Regions from separate parts of the Pan troglodytes genome. Here region 2 is linked to region 1. Evidence: chromatin contacts called from public HiChIP or PLAC-seq data. All regions are on one chromosome and are shown on one strand. Each heading gives the region's core, a stretch centred on a gene start, on an enhancer-like site or on the middle of the called end of the contact. The rest is flanking DNA. Distances are from core to core; before and after follow the strand shown.

Region 1 (3,625 bases), core at 584-3,083:
TATTTTAATATGTATTAAATGTATAACTATTAAAAAGGATTTTTAGGGGGTGCAATTTAAAATCATCTTGCCATCCTGGCCAACACGGTGAAACCCTGTCTCTACTAAAAATACAAAAAAAAAAAAAAAAAAAATTCGCTGGGTGTGGTGGTGTGCACCTGTAATCCCAGCTACTCGGGAGGCTGAGGCAGGAGAATCGCTTGAACCCAGGAGGCAGAGAATGCAGTGAGCCGAGATTGTGCCGCTGCACTCCAGCCTAGCAAGAGAGTGAGACTCCGTCTCAAAAAAATAAAAAACTCATCTTGTGCCCACTGTTGGTATGTATCCAATACTCCAAGAAATATTCTACTGGGGCCAGGCACAGAGGCTCTGGGCAGTAATCTCAGCACTTTGGGAGGCCGTGGTGGGAGGATCACATGAGCCCAGGAGTTCCAGGCTACAGTGAGCTATGATTGTGCCACCACACTCCAGCCTGGACAACAGAGCAAGACCCTGTCAAGAAAAGAAAAGAAGACAAAAGAAAAGAGAAAGAAGAAACGAAAGACTCCATCAGGCCTTTTCATTGTTCCCACTCTTTCTTCACAGAGTTCTTTCTAGAGCATCAATGACTGTTCAATTCTTCCTTCTAATTCAGTCCAAACACTTCAGCATGGCATCACGACCTTTCATGTTCTGGTTCCCAACCTAACCCTACATTCTGGGATCTCAACAGAAAGCTGGAATAAGGCCCGCCTTTTCCCACTTTTCCTTAGCTGTGCCCTCCTCTCGCCATCCTCTCACGCGTCCTTCCAGGTCCATCCCTGGATTATTAATCAATTAATAATTAATTGGCAATGAATTATTCATTTGATTAATATGAATAATTCCCCTGTGAACTGCAGCGGCAAAAGCTCTGGCCTTGAATCTAGGCGCGGCATTTACCATCCGTGTGACGTTACCAAGCCACTGAGGTTTATTTTCTCGTCTACAGAAGAAGAACGATTACCATGCCTGTCTCTCAGGGCTGCTGCCAGGGTTAACTGAGACAACAGACGGAAACCTCTAATGTCCCCTCTCCAGGCCTGTTCAACCCTTCGGCTCTTGCCTCAAGCCGGCCGCGCTGCTGGAGTGTGGACTGAGGACCAGGCCATGTAGCCCTTGATCCCCTCACGGCGTCCCACAGACAGGTAGGCAGGAAAGGGGCCTAAACAACTCAAGTGTCAGAAATGTTTCCCGTCCAAGGTCTTAGGAAAAATACAACACGACCCCATAAGGTGGAACTTATTACCGCTTTTCTACAATGGAGGAAAGAGAGGCTCGGAGCTTAGGCGACTGGCCCAAGGCTCACAGGGGGAAAAGTGGCGGGACCTCTTGACTGCGAATCCCGCGCACTCCAGACCCCGGCTCCCCACGGCCCCTAGCGCCAAGCGGACCCCGTCGCTCCCGGAGGCGCTTCCCATGGGGTCTCACCTGGCCTTTGGGACACGAGGCCTCGGCGGCTAAAGCTTGGTTCGGGGTTGCCCCGGGCAGGCGGTCCTAAGCCCGCTCTCCCTTCTCAGCTTAGCGGCGGGTCGCCTGACGTTCAGCCGCCTTCCAAAGCCCGCGCTCCCGTCACGTGACCTGCTCGCCACGCACAGCCTCTTGGGGCGCGTAGTGCAGGCTGCGTCCCCTCAGACGGCTGCTCTCATGGCAACCAGTCCCTCCAGGGAGAACAGAGTCTCTCAGCGACCCTGGCGTACCCTTCTCCACCGCTCGTCCCCACTCCACCCACACCAGGTCCCCGCAGGCCCCTGCTCCCTCTACACCCTAAATCGCAGGACTACAAGTCCCTCAATGCCACTTGCGCCGGAGGCACTTCCTTTTCCGGTTGTGCTAGGCGCCTGCTCCTGCCGACGTGTTCTTCCGGTGGCGGAGCGGCGGATTAGCCTGCGCGGGGTATAATGGTGAGAGCGTTGAGGGGAGTTCCAGACGGAGATGCGAGGACCCCCTCGGGGTCTGACCCACACCGCGCTTCTCTCAGACGCCGGAGATCCAGAGGGCTAGACGCTCCTGGAACCTCCGGCTTGGGCTGAAGGGTGGGGAAGGGGGAAGCCCCTTGCCATGAACTCCTTAGGTTTCTCAGCTCGCGATTTCTAAGGGCGAGAGGCGTGGGGCGAATTTTGAATACCTTCCAGTTTGTATATCTCTGTTATCGGTGGTGTGTTATCTTTATCTGGAAAGTTCTTCTGCCGAACCCGTGCCCATCCTACAATGCCCTGGGCAAATGTTTCTTGGTGAAGCACTTCCAACTCTCAGGCACTTGGCCAGACTTTCCTAGGAGCGCCCACAGCCTCTGTACAGATCTCTGGCCACGTTCCATGGACTTCTTTGTTTTCGGCCACGCCTCCTAGTGACCACCGTCTGACGCGCATCTAGCTCTGGGATGATGTCTATTCATCTTTGTATTCTCAGTGCCAAACAGAGGGCCCGTAATTGGAAGCTCAATAAATGGCAGTGATTGTCTTTATCATTTTGGGGGAAGGGGGCCGTGATTGTTTACTGAATTGAATTCCAGTGTCTCAGAACAATGGGGGCAGTTTACTTCTCTAGAGTTGTTATGTTCTGGATTTTAGAAGCATTGGCTGACGGGTGACAATGAAGTTAACATTTGTACAGATCTTTACGTTTACAGCCCTCTTTCATAAAAGGCATTATCTCATCATCTTCCCTACAGCCTTAGGAAGGAAGCAAATACCTGTTGAGCAAAATACTCCCTGCCAGGCACTAGATGCTTTGATTCATCATCTTTCTTATTTTTCAGTTCTGTGAAATAGATATTACAATCGCTTTACTCAGACTCAGATTACTCAGAACCAGAACTTGAATGTCTTGACCATAGCTCACAAGATTCCATAATAGCATAGGTAGTGAGGAAAATACTGAATTAGAAATTGAGGGCCAGGCGCGGTGGTTCACTCCTGTAATCCCAGCACTTTGGGAGGCTGAGGCGAGCGGATCAGGAGGTCAGAAGTTCAAGACCAGCCTGGCCAGCAAGGTGAAACCCTGTCTCTACTAAAAATACAAAAAATTAGCCGGGCATGGTGGTTCACGCCTGTAATCCCAGCTGCTCGGGAGGCTGAGGCAGGATAATCACTTGAACCCAGAAGGCGGAGCTTGCAGTGAGCCGAGTTGGCACCACTGCACTCCAGGCACTCCAGCCTGGGCGATAGAGCAAGACTGTCTGAAAAAAAAAAAAAAAATTGAGCCTGGGCGCGGCAACTCACACCTGTAATCTCAGTACTTTGGGAGGCCGAGGCAGGCAGATCACCTGAGGTCAGGAATTCAAGACCATCCTGGCCAGCATGGCAAAACCCTATCTCTACTAAAAATACAAAAATTAGATGTGGTGGTGCGCACCTGTAATCCTATAGTCCCAGCTACTCGAGAGGCTGAGGTATGAGAATCTCTAGAACCCGGGAGGCAGAGGTTGCAGTGAGCCGAGATCGTGCCACTGCCCTCCAGCCTGGGCGACAGAGTGAGACGCCGTCCAAAAAAGGAGACTCCGTCAAAAAAAAAAAGATATTGAGATCTGGGTACCACCAGTCAGTGACTTATAGCAGGGGTTCTCAGCTTGGTGTCTATAGACACTGGTCCACAAAGCTCCGGA
Region 2 (3,625 bases), core at 706-3,205, 400 kb before region 1:
GATCTCAGATCCTCAGGAAAACCTGAAAACCAATCTAAAGTAGCCCCAGCCATGATCCCATTCATTGATTGTAATTCTCTGCAGAGCACTTGCGTGCTTGTTTATCTGTTGCTTACTGCCTGTCCCTGCCCACTAAACAATTGCTCTCTGAGGGCAAACCCCTGTCTGTCTTGCTCATCGTTGAATGCCCAGAGCACAGCAGTGCCTGGCAACAAGGACTATTTGTTAAATGAATTAATCCACCCATCAACTCTACACCTAGAAATAAACATCCTATAGGTGCTCATCCCACCACACAAAGGGCACCAAATAAACTTAATCTGCACAGGTTAGAACTGACCAACACATGTTCAAAACCCCTGTTCCCAGATGCCAAGGGCAGCAATAATCAGGGCAGGGCCAAATGGGCAGGATCGTACAGGCTTTGGGCTGAAACCTCGGCTCTGCAGCCAGCCAATCATGGGCAAGCCCTTTTCACTGTCATCCTTCACCTTCCCCTAACCCTTCTGCACCCAGACCACAGCCCTGGCAAAGCGCAGGACCTCAGGCCAGAAAAGAGAAAACTGTTTAAGGAAGCCAAAGGTTTGCAGAGAAAAGCAACAACTGGCTAACTTTTTAAAAAGTATTTGTTCAAATGGGCAACGTGGATGAGAGCTTCTTTCACAAAGTCCATGAAAGCAATTGGACTTCTTTCACGGGGAGGTTTGCTTCTAGCAGACCTTAGCGCAACCATTTAAAAAGGGTTACCGTAAGTTAAAACAGAGGTGACCCTGAAAAAGAAGGAATCAGTGTACCAAGAATCAGGCTCCTGGAAGAGCAGCAAAAATCTCTTCTTCAACCCATGTAAGCACCTGCACACAGATAAAGAGCACTCAACACCTCACCGAGGGAGACACTCTCCAGTCTTCCTCCTCTCCAACACTTCTTCCACACCATACACCAGACTGAAGGCCCCATCGTCCTCCTCTATGACTCCTGTCCTTTTCAGGGTACTGTAAGTTGGGCGCCTACCACACCTCTGTGCAGAAAGCGCATAGCAGCTGCTCCCATTTACTGAGTCATACTCCATGCCCGAGTCAGACATCATCTCATTTAATTCTCACCACAACCTTGAGGATACGCATGGGCAGATGAGGAAATTGAGGCAAAGAGAAGTCAAAATCAGCCGGTAAATCAGGGGCATAAATAGAACCGTGCCCTTAACCACGGGCTATACCGCCTTCTAGATATCAACTTCTGAAAGGCAGGCGCCCAGTCTTGGCTCTGGGCAACCCCTCGAGCAGCCCATGTTAGCTGAATGAAACTGAACCGCTGACAGCGAACAGGCTTGGGGAGTGACAAGGGGCGGCCCAGCCTCCGGAAATGGTCAGTTTAAAATGCTGCTCAGCTGGGGGCGGGGGCGTTGAGAGAGGGGTTTAACTGCACAGAAATGCCATCTGGCATCATTCCGCCAAACAACCGGGTTGGTTTCGGGCTTCCTGCGCGTCCAAGTCAACACTAATCCTCACAGGCACAAAACAAAGTGCCAAGCAGCCGGGAGCGGAGGGAACGGGGCTATGCTCTAGGAAGCTGAGGGCCTAGGTGGAAAGGGTGGGAGGCCTCTCGGGCCCGAGAACCAAGGCAGGCGACCTCGCCACTTGGAAGAGGTGACCCTCATATGCCCAGGTAGCCAGGGGCTGGGGTGGGGAGTCACGACCCTGGTCCGGAGTCGACAGGGACGGAGCAGAGGACCGGGGAAAAAATCGCGAACCACCCCTCAATCCCCACGCCCACGCGCACTCACTCGACTGCGCCACGTCCCCTGAAGGCTGCTCCGATCCAAGTCCGGTGGTATCCCTAGGTAAGGCCCCGCTTGCCCAGACCCACTTGGCTCCGGGCCTTCGGGACTCACCGCACGGGAGGAGCAACCAGGCGGCGCAGCGCGGGCGAAATCTATGATTTTCAAAACTGAAGGTTCAGCCAATCCTCGGCAAGTTTGTCCGGGCGGTTGCAAAATTTTAAGCCAATCAAATAACAGGAAGTACCAGTCAGCCCTCCTATTGGCCATGTCGACTAGCAATCTGCGGGACTAAGAGGCGGGGAAAGGAAGCGAAAGACTTTACGCCCCCTCAGCTTCCGGGTGCTCCGGCCGCGGCCGAGAGAGGAAGTAGATCCCCGCCTGGGAGGAGCCCGCAGACCTGGAACTACGAGTCCCGGCGAGCACTGCGAAGGCCACGCGCGGCTTTCTTTCTTCTCCAAGCACGGTGGCAGTCTTCTGATCTCTGCTGCTTTTTTTTCCTCATAAAAACATGTATGTATATACTTACATTGCTGAAAGAGCAGCTTTTTAATGTAACAAATTATCTAGGTACAGAAGTCATAGGTTCCTCTTCCCATGAGAAAAACATTCCTCAAAATACAAACCAAACAGCATCCCAGAGGGAGTAAAATTTCATTGTACTGAAACATATACAAATTAAGGCTACCTTGGTATATAAACAATTGAGAAATTATGATGGAATAGTTCCACCAAATCATTTACGTATAAGAATTCATGCCATTTTTTAAAGAATTGGTAGTGGGGCTCAATTCAAACAATATTATGCATCCTTACATTCAACTTAATACACTTAGAAGCTATAAGGAGTGTAACTGTAACCCCACTTCCTGAAATCTCAGGAGTAATGTTAAAAATCCAAACCCATCAAAGGCCAGGGTGTTACGGTATTTGGCTCATGAATCGAAAAGCCTAATCATTTCAATTTAATCTTTACAAGTAGAACAAGATCCAAACATGGGACGTTTTCTTATTTTTCTTTGCTTTTGTGGTTGTAATGCCCTTTTGGTTTTCTGAGCAATCTGAATACATCTGATAAATACTACCATTGGACAAAGGATCTAAACATTGAGATGTTTTACTAAATCAAGGTTTCAAGTTGGCACAATGTTTTTACTAAGTCATATTTCAATTAGTTCATCTTTCCAATATGGGGGTGGGTGGGGAAGACAAGGACTAATATGTCCTATAAAGAATCTCTGGCCGGGCGCGGTGGCTCACGCCTGCAATCCTAGCACTTTGGAAGGCCGAGGCGGGTGGATTGCCTGAGCTCAGGAGTTCAAGACCAGCCTGGGCAACACAGTGGAACCCTGTCTCTACTAAAATACAAAAAAAAATTAGCCGGGCGTGGTGGCTTGCACCTGTAATCCCAGCTACTCGGGAGGCTGAGACAGGAGAATCGCTTGAACCCGGGAGGCAGAGGTTGCAGTGGGCCGAGATCGCGCCATTGCACTCCAGCCTGGGCCACAAAAAGCAAAAAACTCCGTCTCAAAAAAAAAATCTCTGCCGCTTTTGAGAAGTAAAAACAAAACGCCTGGTGAATGGCAACGGAGTGTGCGTTTATCTAGAGCCTTCTGTCATCTCTTGGGCGACAGAATCCTTGGTCACCTACCCTGGTACTGGACGTTTCTTGAGAGAAGTGGTTCTCATGCAGAGGAGGTTTTATCCCACCTCCGCCCCCCACATTTGGCAGTGCGTGAATTCATTTGGGTTTGGGAGAAGGGGTTAGTGGTATTTGGTGGGTAAAGGCCAGGGATGCTGCTAAACACCATCTAGTGCATAAGACAGTCCCCACAGCAAGGAATTACC

The links. HiChIP or PLAC-seq counts read pairs in DNA pulled down with a chosen protein or histone mark.
Region 2: an H3K4me3 HiChIP or PLAC-seq map of stem cell-derived excitatory neurons shows a contact between it and region 1, with 5 times the contacts expected there. The contact joins the promoter of INCENP here to the promoter of TMEM258 in region 1. A contact is called at or near these places in 3 of 7 Hi-C or Micro-C datasets (blood, induced pluripotent stem cells and stem cell-derived neural progenitor cells) and 1 of 1 datasets of contacts at active chromatin or transcription factors (stem cell-derived excitatory neurons).

What each region holds. Positions count from the first base shown.
Region 1 is chr9:64,041,296-64,044,920 of NHGRI_mPanTro3-v2.0_pri, reverse strand. It overlaps TMEM258 (transmembrane protein 258), which reads left to right and starts at 1,833. Exons shown (of 4, transcript XM_003951907.5): 1 at 1,833-1,922. The coding sequence starts at 1,920. FEN1 (flap structure-specific endonuclease 1) reads right to left here and starts at 2,602. Exons shown (of 2, transcript XM_016921032.4): 1 at 2,147-2,602.
Region 2 is chr9:64,437,458-64,441,082 of NHGRI_mPanTro3-v2.0_pri, reverse strand. INCENP (inner centromere protein) reads right to left here and starts at 1,955. Exons shown (of 18, transcript XM_054662344.2): 1 at 1,784-1,955.